2 separate regions of the Hordeum vulgare genome follow, and region 2 is linked to region 1. Evidence: chromatin contacts called from public Hi-C data. All regions are on one chromosome and are shown on one strand. The core of a region is the stretch at or near the end of the contact, and the rest is flanking DNA. Distances in the headings are between cores, read along the strand shown. Region 1 holds the start of LOC123425494 (U-box domain-containing protein 4). Region 2 holds the start of LOC123425499 (SUMO-activating enzyme subunit 2).

The links. Hi-C and Micro-C count contacts between places; a contact is called where the count stands out from the background.
Region 2: a Hi-C map of seedling shows a contact between it and region 1, with 3 times the contacts expected there. The contact joins the promoter of LOC123425499 here to the promoter of LOC123425494 in region 1. A contact is called at or near these places in 2 of 6 Hi-C or Micro-C datasets (leaf and seedling).

What each region holds. Positions count from the first base shown.
Region 1 is chr2H:126,707,642-126,713,960 of MorexV3_pseudomolecules_assembly, reverse strand. It overlaps LOC123425494 (U-box domain-containing protein 4), which reads right to left and starts at 2,218. Exons shown (of 2, transcript XM_045109192.1): 1 at 1,051-2,218; 2 at 373-943. The coding sequence starts at 2,049. The coding sequence ends at 857.
Region 2 is chr2H:127,550,889-127,557,207 of MorexV3_pseudomolecules_assembly, reverse strand. It overlaps LOC123425499 (SUMO-activating enzyme subunit 2), which reads right to left and starts at 2,605. Exons shown (of 11, transcript XM_045109195.1): 1 at 2,513-2,605; 2 at 2,254-2,343; 3 at 1,573-1,656; 4 at 1,253-1,471; 5 at 153-254. The coding sequence starts at 2,566.

The DNA.
Region 1 (6,319 bases), core at 969-3,468:
GCCAAAGAGCAGCGTCCTTTTCAGCTACAGGGGACGAATAATCAACCAACCTACCGGGCGCGAGATCTTTCAGCTTTACCGCTGCGGGGCCATCCCATTCCGTCGTGCATCTTCTAGGCCACAAACAGCGGCAGAACAAGAAGCCAGCTTTTGGTGGCAACGACCGACTGACCCAGCGAGCAGACGGCAGGCCGCAGCGCGACCACTAGAAAATTCCGAGCTATCGTGCTCGGTTGAACCAGCAAAACATTGCTGATTTACCAAGTCACTCGCTCGCTCACCCACGGCTGACGAGGCACGCCCCACTCCTACCGCAGGAACCTGAGGAGGAGATGGATGGAGTAATAACAACGCTAGAACAACGGCCGTGGATTGCAGTTCAAACCAACCGGTGATTTTCCTTTTTCTTTTCTCCGGAGAACACAATACTTCATTCGTATCCACCAGAAGAAACCAAGCCCGGGATGATGATGATGATGATGATCCCTGACTTGGCACTCACACTCACTCCAACAACAGCACAACTCGCTGCTTCACCACACGTGGATTTGGCTTGCTTCCTCCCCCGAGGAACGAACCAAACTGGTAGAAAACAAAAAGTGAAAAGGAACAGTGGGGAGGAGGAATTTACAGGAGACTTGGCTCCGCCACCATTGTTCTTATCATCTCGCTTGAGGTTGAGGGGAAATGTACACTCGCTCGCGGACGCAAACTCGCTACTGGCTATTTACACGGGCAGGCACGCCGGCCGGCTGGCCAGCTCGTCTCGCTCTCGCCACGGGGAAAGGGGAAAACGCACGCACGCACGCACGCCACCTGGCGTGGCCAAGTTGGAATTGGTGGCTCAACAGTATCATCACTCCGCCGCAACGATCGCCGCCGGCCGGGTGGCGCGCAGGCTCCCGCTCCGCGGTTGCCGTAGCATCTCGATCAGCGCCTCAGCCTGTGGAATCGCAAAAGGAATTAGCATAACCGAAGCTGCGGATTCTGTCCGTGATTATGTATAATGGCCGAAACGATTGTGTTTCGGTGAGGAGCTGCGATTGGTACCTTGGTTTTGAGCTTGGGGCGCGCGGAGGAGGACTGGGAGAGGGCGACGAGGGGAGGGATGGCTCCCTCGCGGGCAACCATCGTGCGGTACGCGGCGTTGTCGTCGCAGATCTGGAGTAGGGAGAGGGTGGCGATCTCTTTCTGCCGCGAGGTCCCGACCTCCACCATCTCCACCAGGACGGGGATGCCGCCCTCCTCCACGGTGGCGGAGCGCCCCTCGGCGAGACCCACCAGGGAGTGGAGCACGTAGGCGGCCTTGTCCACCATGCCGGACTCCGGGTCCGACATGAGGTCCAGCAAGGGGCGCACGGCGCCGGCCTCCACGGCGCGCAGACGGTTCTCGCGCGCGCCGCTGCAGAGCGCATAGAGGGCCGTGGCTGCGTCCTTCTTCCCGCGCGGGCCGCCGGTCTCGAGGAGGGCCACCAGCAGCGGGATAGCGCCCGCGCGGCCGACGGCCGCGGCGGCGGCGCCGTCGAGCTGGGAGAGGCGGAGCAGCGCGCAGGCCGCGTTCTCCCGAGCCGCGGGCGACGCGGCCGACTTGAGCGCGCGCACTAGCGGCCGTATCGCGCCGGCCTCGACCATGAGGGCCTTGTTCTCGTCGCAGATGGAGAGGTTGAGCAGCGCGGTGACCCCGTGCTCCTGCAACAGCGGATCGGCGTGCGACAGCAGGGCCACGAGCGGCCGCACGGCCCCGGACGCGGCGATGCGGATGCGGTTGTCCGGGTTGTGCTTGGCGAGCAGGCGGAGCTCCATGGCCGCGCGGCGGAGCGAGTCCACCGAGGCCGAGGGCGACTCGAGCTCGGCGACGAGCGAGGAGATGGAGCCGTCGGAGGCCTCGGCCGCGCAGGAGAGAAGGAGGCGGTGGATGCCCGCGGCAGCGGCGGGCGTGAAGGAGAGGTCGTCGCTGCCGCACTCGCTGAAGGGCTCGGAACAGGAGGAGTCGCCGCTGTCGCTGTAGCAGCTCCGCCGCCGCGGGGAGACGGAGGCGTCCGAGTCCATCCTCTCCGCCGTGTTCTGCCGGATGCAAATGCCGCCACAGGCGGGGGCGATGAGGCGAGAGGAGGAGGGAGCTGGGGGTGGAAGAATTGGGTGCGTTGCGTTTTCGGGGAGGAGACGGTGGGGCGAGCGGATGAAATAAGGGAGGGGGATCGGGATGGAGTAGCAATAAATTAATTAAGTATTATTATTATTCGCGCAATGGCTCTTCAATCGCTCCTTTTTTTTCTTCCGCTTCTTTGGGTGGTACGATCACCGCCACCGTCAGATCCCGAATCAGACGGCCCCTCACCGCCACCCACCGTCTGAAAGGTATGGCCGTCCGATAGGCATCCAGCGGGGTACGCGGTCCGTATCTCGTTAGGGACGAACCGGTAGCACGGTGGGGGGCGAAGAGTTCAGCGCGCGACACGTGCGTCGCGATGAACCAGCGCCCGGTCGCGCACGTGAGGCCGGCAGCGGCAGGACGCGTGCAGAGCGAGCGGGCCGCACCACGCCGCGCTGCCGGTGGGCTGGGCGCCTCGTGGCCCCACTGCGCAGCGGCAGGTGGTGGAGCGGCGCAGTGGGCATGGTCCATGCCGCTGCTTTGCCCGCGGCGGGGCTGGGGCTTGGCTTGGGGTGGGAGGCAGAAACGCGCGGGTTGGTGCCGCGGCGGTCGGCAGGGGTGCCCCGTCCCCGAGTACAGTTCCCCTGATTTTGACGGTTTTGGATGTCTTCGTCGTGAAAGTGAGGGAAATGGCAGCGTCCGGAATTGGACGCAGTGTCTACAGATCTCACGCCGTTTTGGCTTCTCCTGCCGTCCTGCGTCATTCGACGAATCATACCACGTACTCCCTCCGTTTTAAAATATAAGACATTTTAGAGATTTCACTAAAAGACTACATACAAAGCAAAATGAATGAATGTACACTCTAAAATATGTCTATATACATCCGTATGTAGTTTATAGTGTAATCTTTAAAAGGTCTTATATTTAGGAACGGAAGGAGTACTACGTACTACTCCATCTGTTCCTAAATATAAGTCATTTTAGAGGTTTCACTAGTGGACTATATACGGGTGTATATAGACATATTTTAGAGTATAGATTCACTTATTTTATTTCGTATGTAGACATCTAATGAAATCTTTTAAAAGACTTATATTTAGGAACGGAGGGAGTAGTACCACATGAGCATTTTCCATGCTCCGACGGTGTCTCTTCTTCAAGCCCTTGGGTGTTTGTGCACTGGTTTTATCATTACACGAAAACTCACAGTAATCAATCTTGCGGCTTAAAGGCCCAGCCTCCAAGCATATCATAAAACCAATAGGAAATCCTATTTCGCGCTTCAGCGCCCGTTTGCAGACGGACGCCTGAAGAGCCTATCCGCTGGCCCGGCCCACTTAACGTGAGTTTTTTCTAAGTTTTTAATTCGCGAAAAGCAAAGTTGTTTGACGAATGGAACCAGCGACCTCCCAAGTCGAGGCAACCTGGTATAACCACCACGACACCAAGCGTGATGTGGTAACATAGTTTTTTCTCCATTTTGTTCTTTCTTATCTCCTTTTTATTTCATTTTGTTTTACTTTTTCATTTTCTGTTTTCTCTTCTTCCGGGTAAATGATTTTTTAGCAAATAGGTGAATGTTTCTGCAAATGGATGAACTATTTTTGATATTCGATGAACTTTTCGAAAAATCGATAAACTTTTTCTTAAATATATGAACTTTTTTTATATGGACGAACTTTTTTCAGAATCGATGTAACTCTTTTCACATGCGATGAAGTCATTTTCATATTTCATGAACTTTTTTTTCAAAATTGATGAACTGTTTTTCAAAATCAATGAACTTTTTTCAGAATGGAAGAACTTTTTTTAGAATCGATGAACTTTTTTAAAAAATTTGATGAACTTTTTTGAAGATCGATGAACTTTTCCAAAAATCAATGAGCCTTTTTAAAAAGAGATGAACTGTTTTTAAAAGTGGATGAACTTTTTTCCTTAAATATGTAAAAAAAAATGATTTCACATCATTAGAAATAGAAAAACTGGGAGGTTTTTTCCTATCGGATCAACAAAAAAAAGGAAAAAAAATGGTTGCTAACGTGATCCAGCAAAGCGAACGATCGTTTTTTACTTTTGTTTTCCAAGTGAGTAAGGGCGCTCGTGTGGCGATCCATGCGAGCAACCCTGCAAGCCCCAACTTAATAACGGACGCGTGCATCACTGCATAGGAGGTCTCAAAACCAATCTTACACTGTGTATCGTGTGTCGTTGGCTCCAAATTTGGGTCCTAGCCTGGCCCATTCTGAAGGGACAACACAAGCGAAAACCCTAGGCACAATTCTTCTACCTCGACACCGGTGAGCTCTTTGGACCAACGTGTGGCGTGGGGGATTGCTCTTCACTTCCTACGAGGGACAATTCTTCTACCTCGAGAGACTTTTGATCGATGTGTGGGTTGTCTCCGATGTCAATTTGTTTTGATGAATTGGCGGATCTACGATGCGATCGTACTAAGCCTCCTTTTTGTGGTGGCACACACCCATGATTCCGGTGGCCCTCGTGCGGTGACTTGGCTCACCCTATTCATCCTTAAGACGCTCCAGAACCAAAGTCCCTCATCAACGACACCGCATGTGCCTTCCTTCACTCTACCAAGTGGGTCAGCCATGCAGTGGGTGTCGTGGGCCAGTTGACCAAGGGCTTGGGAGGTAGGTTGTTTGCTTGTGTCATTACCATGATGGAGGCATACAAAAGTAGTTATTTCATCACAACTACTATTGCTTCATGAGAAACCCTAAGGTCCAGGTGCCTTCAAACCATATGATGATCTACAAGGCATTGTTTTAAAGACTGTTATGACTAGAGGGACCCATCGTTAGTGGAGAGGATTATGATGCAACTGCCACTCTCCTCTTTGTGCAATGCCGTTTGGATGGCTATGGCATGGAGTCGGTGTGTGGCACCGGATAACACTGATCCATTGAGGTAGTGTAGGAGTGCATGACGGTAGTGTGTGGTGGCAGTGCAGATGTCCATCCATGGTTGAGCGTGCTTAAGGCCTTGTTCACTTACACCTCTTATCAACAGGATTGAAGGGGATTGTGGTGGATTTTGACTTGTAGGGGATTATATCCACCTCAAGCCCTATGAAACCCCTCCTAAATCCCTGTCAACCGAATAAGGCCTAACTGAGCTACTGTCGGCACATCACGACCATGGTGATGATGCGATGGCTTGTCTTGTATTATCTAGGAGCCACTGGCCATATCCAGATATATGAACACATGCACTTGCCACATGCATGGGATCGTAGGAGCTTCTCTAGTGTGGTATTTTGGCAACATTGATGATATGCGGAATGATTGAGCGACTCTCCGTAGAAAGTTGATAGTGCCAATGATGAATTTGATTGCACTAATACATGAAAGTCGGTATGTTGTATGGCCATGGCCATGCCCTTCATCAACGCAAGTATATCTGCCTATGGAGCGTCATTCGCGTGAAAAAAACGTGTATGAAGCAACAATGGCACTTTCGTCATGCCTCCTTAGGATCATATCGGTTGAACCGAGCCATCCACTACCCCCCAAAAAAGTCCTCAAACGATAGGGTTGTCATATTGGTTGCAATGGCCAGGGCGGAACTTGAAAAGGGGCACTCGACGTAGGCTTTTCATATACCTCCATCCTGAGCAACTTATGCGTCAATAAAAATGTCCTCTATAAACAACAATCTCAATACCTCATCCTATCACCATTCTTCCTCGTCGTGAAGCATGGAGCGCCATTCACAGCTAGACGCTGACATGTAACCCCATTTGAGTTCATCCTAGCATCGACACTAAAGATATTATTTTAGAGCCTTTGTCGTGGGGTGGGTAACACCAGCTTCATAGAGCTTGGAGCATCTACAACCGCGATGGACAAGTCTGGCCCCTCAAACGCTCACGTCACGCCTCAACCGTCTTAAATAACTGGATTTAGCCTCGGGCAGCGAGCGGGACCGATGTCATGCCACGTCCTCTCCCCCCATCCGAGAAGGCATCCGTCGGACCGTCGGGTTTCTCGACGATTCTGCGTGGGTCCATGTCATCATACCGACGTGGTGGACCACTCCCTCATATTTGCCCCATGTCTATACAGGACATGAGGAGTTCCGGTCAGCCCGGGCGTTTGAGGCCCATTTAGGGCATCCGTCTGGGTCACTTTTTTGTGACCAATTAGTGACTGGACACCATGTCTGCATGTTTGAGACGGGTTTGAGAGGTCCGGTTGTAGATGTTCT
Region 2 (6,319 bases), core at 1,356-3,855, 840 kb before region 1:
ATTGGAATCTCTACAAGGGCTTATATTTGGGAATGGAGGGAGTACAAACCATCATAATACATAGCCTCGAAAGAAATAGCAGAACATAATTAATATCACAATAAGATAAGCAAACTTGAAAATAATAAACATGCAGAGGCAAAAAGAGGAACCTTTGATGGAGTGCTTGTAATTGTGCAGACTGGATATGATTTTGGGACAGGCTTAGGTTGGCATTCATAGCACTCTGTTTTACCTTTGACATGAACCGTAACCTGCAAAATAGAATGCCAATTGCTTTTAGTAAAGCATTAACTTGACCTATTCAGCAGAGAGCCAGAAACACCTTGATTATTTCAGTGACCATTTGTAGCTTGCAGTTTCACAGTTGACAGATGTGCTATAAATAACGAGGATGGTTAAAACCCATTTTATACCAAGCAGTTTAGGCCTGGCCACTAAATGGTATGCATTTATATCAAGGTAACACTTAGGTTTTGGCAATTGATTTACATGAATCAAATGCTGACTCATATATTGCATGTTCACGGCACAACTATTCGATGTACAAGTTTCCAGATTATGTCACTTATTCAGCTCTTGATGGTCTATTTTCAGCTTCAAGTCAACTACTAAATGCAATGATATGTACATGACTACAAGCAAATGTCAACCATATGCAAAGTGTACAACAACAACAAAGCCTTTTGTCCCAAACAAGTTGGGGTAGGTGAAACCCATAAGATCTCGCGACCAACTCATGGTTATGTACACAAAATATAAATAAATACTAGCAAGTCATGCAGCGGGGTGTATATAGGCTTTTTAAACACGGTCATTTTTTAAAAAGCATGCATAAGCAGCTCTTGTGGAAAGAGAGTGGGCAGATGCCTACTTTCTGTTATACATGTGAGCTTATCTACACCCGGAAGGCCCAGTTTAGAAATGACAATGCATTTCCCCATGTGTCCTTGCGTAATTGTGCAAAGGTCCAGACCAAACATTTAGCCATGTTATCAGAGTGTACAGAATGGCCATCTCAACTGGAAAGTTGTACACCTAGGGTAAATATTACTGCTATATTACTAACAAAATGAACAGGGATCACCAGCGGTTAGCACACTGGCTAACAATCAAATATCATGGAATACCTTCTAACAGGAGTGCTACAAGCAAAATACAAAAGACAAGCATAACAATACCCACAGGCATTAGTGACAAGGGAGATGCAAAGATAACAAGAGACAAAAACCATGATATTTGGTCAACTCACCTGTCCGAGAAACCCAGTGGTCCCACTTTCAACCAACGGAACTTCAGCAGCAAGGCAGAGGCGATTCACATGTCGTCTAGCATCCAAGTTATCAAGGCCATTCAAAACTACATTAAACTGCTTGAAAAAGTCAACATTGAACTTGGCATCCTTAACATTTGCATGGTGTGATTTTATATTGATATTTGGCCTAAATTTCAGAATAGCATCACGAGCAACCTGACAAAATCAATGGTGAAAACATCATAAGCAGGCATCAATATGAAGAAGTACCCAAGATAACTATACCTATCATATGTTCGTGTAGAAAATATACTTACATGGGCTTTTGACTGTCCAACGTGACTCTTCCGAAACAAAAACTGTCTGTTCAGATTGCTGACCTCAATTGTGTCCAAGTCAATCTGCATAAGAAAAGCAACAAGATGAACCCAGAAGTGTGTCAAGCAAATTGATTCATGTAGCTCTGGTTGCCTGAACAAGGATTACTCCATGTATATTTTAAAACAACTTTGCGTTCAAGGTACATCAACCTCAAGGAACTACCATGAAGATATCACTTTTCATGACAGTGCACAAAACATGAGCCAACTGGGCTCGCCCTATCCACAACGTATTTTTTGACAAAAGAAAACACCGTTGTCTGTAACTTTTAACAGGAATGACACACTTTGTGGCATTGACTGTATGTCATTTTGTCATAGCCAAGCATAGGTGTGTTATCACAATCTAAGAAGGCAGTAGCAGCGCCCTAAAACCAAGACAGCGCAGAGGGAAGTAAGCGCAGCCTGAAGGAAAACGTTTATGCATCTATTTTTCAGCGTCAAGTCAACGCTAAGACCATCACAGATCCCGCTACCGACACAGAGACGCAACGGCCATCCACCGCGGTGCTGCCGACAAATAGCTAATACGCATACAAGATTCGAACTAAACCTAGGCATGGTGTCAACAAAGGGTGCGGAAGCAAGGGGGCATGTAGTAGTAGATAACAAACTTACGACGTGGATGTCGCTGAAGCCGGAGAGAGCGAGGGTCTTGAGGAGCTCGCACCCGATGCCTCCAGCCCCGACCATGAGAACCTTCGCCGCCTGCGCAAAAAGCGAACACGGGCACCACCAGACGAACCGAATCAGGCGCCGAGATCCCAGGAACAGGAAGAGGGGAGAAAAAACACGAGCCGCGGAGATCCCCACGAGCGCCCGCGGCGGCGGGAGCACGGGGGCGGGGCGGAGGGAGAGGGCTGGCGGCGTGGCCTACCTTGATGGCCTCCTCCGAGGAGGCGGGGGCGGGGGCGGCGGCGGCGGCAGCCATGGGGGAGGGGGCGCCGGCGGCGGCGAGGGTTTTGAGGCGCCGAGGGTTTGGTTTGGGTGGGAAAGGAATTCGGGGGAGGGAGATTTGGGAGGAGGGGGGAGATGGAGGAAGGGAGGGAGGGAGGGAGGCTTTGATGAGGTGAGGCGGGTCGCGTCGCGTCGCTCCGCACCCGGGGAAGGAAGGAAGCGTCGTGGAAATTGAGGGGTCGCGCTCGCGCTGCGGCTGCTGGCTGCTGGCTGCTGGTGGTGGTCAGTTGCGCGGCCTGGTTGCAAGCCTTGCAGTTGCAGAACGACGGGACGGTTGGACTGGATGGATTGTTTTAATTTTTTTAGGCAATGGACTAGATGGATATGCTACGATCTGTGGGCGGGCGGGCGGTGGGGCCTGCTGGGAGCCTTTTGGGAACTGCTGGTTCACCTTTGGCTTTTTTTTTTATGGATAACCTTTGGCTTTTCAATCCCTGTTCCCTTTGGCCTAGAAAAAAAAGGTAAAAATTCAAATAGAAGGGACTTTTTTCTCGAATTTAGGGTCTATTCTGTTTGAATATTCTCCTAAGCAATATCGGAGAGGTTAATTTCTTAAAAAAATCGACTTTGTGTGACTGAAAATATATTCTTATTTCTTGCGGTTTGTTTTGTATGTGTTTTTAAAGAAAGATGTCGATATAATGCGGCCTTGTGGAAATCTTCTTTCTTGCAATGGAAATGATGACATGCTTAATCTTTTATGGAAATAATGCATATGGCCAACCAAACAACAACTACAAACAATTCATGCGTTTTCAATTTCTCTAGGATTGGAAATTGTCATGACATTCCATTTTTACAGTATATCTTTCATATTCATAGATTTTTTTTCTTACCTCGTGATTTTATCCTGAGCTTTCATCTATAATAAGTTCCGCCTCAATCTATTATGTGCTTTTATGGAAATACTCATCTCCTCCATTTCATCTGATCAAAGGCATTTGACTCTAACTTGGACATTTGTGGACCATTCCATCCCTTCCTACATGCAGGGCCCGCTAAATAAATGTGGTGCTATATTCTCTTACCGATGGGACCCACCCAAGAAAAAAAAGTCGTTGTTGTTGGTGAGGCTGGGCTAGGGACAAGAAAGAACTAAGGAAATAATCAACATTTCACGCACGGGCGGCGACACTGGGCGACAACGATTGATTTGAGATAAACAATTTTTAATATAAGTAAATCAACCACGAGATATGAAGTGGGTGGCATGGATTTGGGTTTCTTAACACTATCTCTCAGCACAATCCAGAGAAATGACTTTTTCCTTTGTTTCGGCTAGTTGTGCGGCACGGTTGACAGAGTTGCATGGACAGTTTGCTTCCCCTGATACGCCAGGAGGGGGAGTGCAAGCACGTCGCACATGTCTATGTCGTTGTTCGTTGGCGTCGGGGATGAGGTAGCGCTATCGTGGAACACGAGCACCTATGGAACCCAAGGGTTCCTTGCAGTTCTGCGGGGGAGGTGGATGCGCGAAGAGCCGACCTAAAGATCGGGGCACGATCGTTGTTTACCCAGGTTCGGGCCGTTTGGAGACGTAAAACCCAAATCCTGCTTCGTGTTAATGGTGTAGAAGTGATCAGCTGCTAAGCGTCGATTGTCTAACTGTCTAACCTTCCCAGGTGCATGCCCAGGGCCTCCTTTTATACGCTGAAGGGGTCTCCTACAGGGGCAGCATAGGATTTTCACGAGGTGCACGGTAGCACAGTGCACCCACAAGTTGCATAATGCGCTACAATGGAACTGTCGTCTTAGCAGACACATTAATGGCTTCGTCGGGTGCCCCAAAGATGGGACAAGGGGGCGTCCCATCGGCACTGTACCCCCAGGTTCCGCTCGACACGCGTCAATCAGAATGACACGTATCAAGTGGCTAGGGGGCAGCTGGCCGCAGCGCTGGCACAACGATGCTTCGGGACCCTGTCGGGCTTGATGTACATTGGAGCGTGGGTATCTCTCCCGGCAAGGAGCTTGTCGGGGTCTTGCTGCCTTCCTCCCGACGAAGGGGCTTGCCGGGGCCTTGCTTCTGGTCTTCGGTCTTGAGGCTTCGGAGTCCTTCAGAGTAGTCTTGGCGTGGCACTTTGAAAAGTGCCCTTGCCGAGGTCTTCATCTTGCCAGGAGCACAGATAGCCCCCCGCTCCGGCCTTTGTCGGGTCTTGTTGGCGTCCTCCGGCAGAAGGGGCTTGCCGGGCTCGTCATCTTCTTGCCAATCTGAAGGATTCTGGTGGGCTTCGCCCTTGCCTCTCATCGTCCTTGGCAAGGCTCGCCGAAGGCTACTACTGGCCGTGCACAAGTCATGGGCGCTAAAGGCCCATTCTTTAGCGCACCGACGGGTGCTCTCTCCAACATCTTCTTTATTGTTGCCCTTGTGTACTCCACCTCTCGTGGGCACTGAGGTTGAGTCTCATACCATTATTGGATCCTATCCGTTGAGCCAATGGTCACCACCTCATCAATGTTGATGGTGCGGCAACCACTGATGAGGGCTTGATTAGTAAGGTAGTTTTCTTCATCGGTGCTTTCTTAAGACGTTTGTATTCTTTAACTGTCTAATATTTTTATTAACATGCAAGAGTTTTGCGTGTATTTGTAACTAAGATAGATAGATGAATGAGTTACAATATTATCACTTGTCCACACATGTCATTGCCAATATGTAGTCCACCGTTATGATTACAAATGTTATTGTCTAGCAACTTTCCACTATGCAAATTTTGCCTTAATCCTAGCGATCGCCAACATTCGTAAGTGTCACAGCCTATTGTTATACTGTTCATGTATGTGGATCCTTGTTTACTGTTGTTGTTCTATATGTTGCTCTGCTTCATATGTTGTTGCAAATTCATGCTTAATGTATATTCATTTCGTTTGCAACCTATTGTTGGTCTATAAAAAAATTGAAGGGGGGTTGATCCTAGTGTGAGTATTTTGCATTCCAAAAGCAATTTTATAATAGTTCTCACATCTATGGTAGCCCATCTATAATTTCTAGATCAATTGTGCAAATCATTGTATTGTCATTAACCACCAAATAAGGAGAGATTGAAGGCCTTAAGTATTTTGGTGTTTATGACAATATGATTTGTGGACTAATCGTGTGTCTAAGCTACATGGCTACATGGCACAATACGGTTGGGCACCCCTACAAACGAAAAAGTGTGAAGACGACATTTTAGACACATTTATTTCTTTGGTTGTAGGAAATATGTACTATTAAGAGGTGGTCCACATTGGAAGGTACTGAGTGAATCGCCCACGTACACATCTAAATGTTGCACCCACATGTCACCTTCCATTTCAAGGAGAGAGCCCCTAATCTAACTATTGTAGAAAAACCTAACGCGAGTAGTTGTACCGCCTCGGACACCAGTTATACTGGCCTACTTGTAGGTCGTTCAACCGGAGCATCCATCGACCCTTCCATCGCGAGAAGGGTGATTCCTCCCAGATAGGCCTGAAGTTTCTTCCAGTTATTGCCCGGGTGTTTCGGTATTTAGTTAAGTACCAGTACGACTGGGGTCAAGGGTGGTTGTACTACTCCGAACTTAGCAAACCCCGGAGGCTTGATCACGCAATTGAACCGGACTGTGTATTGCTCCATGAACCGCGAGCAGGGTGATTTTGCCCGGGTTTGTTACCGGAACAGGGCGGTGGCGTTGTGGTAGTTTCATTGAAATCTTAGAGAAATTCCAACGGGGCGATCCATTTTGTCCGCCGTCATCCGTTT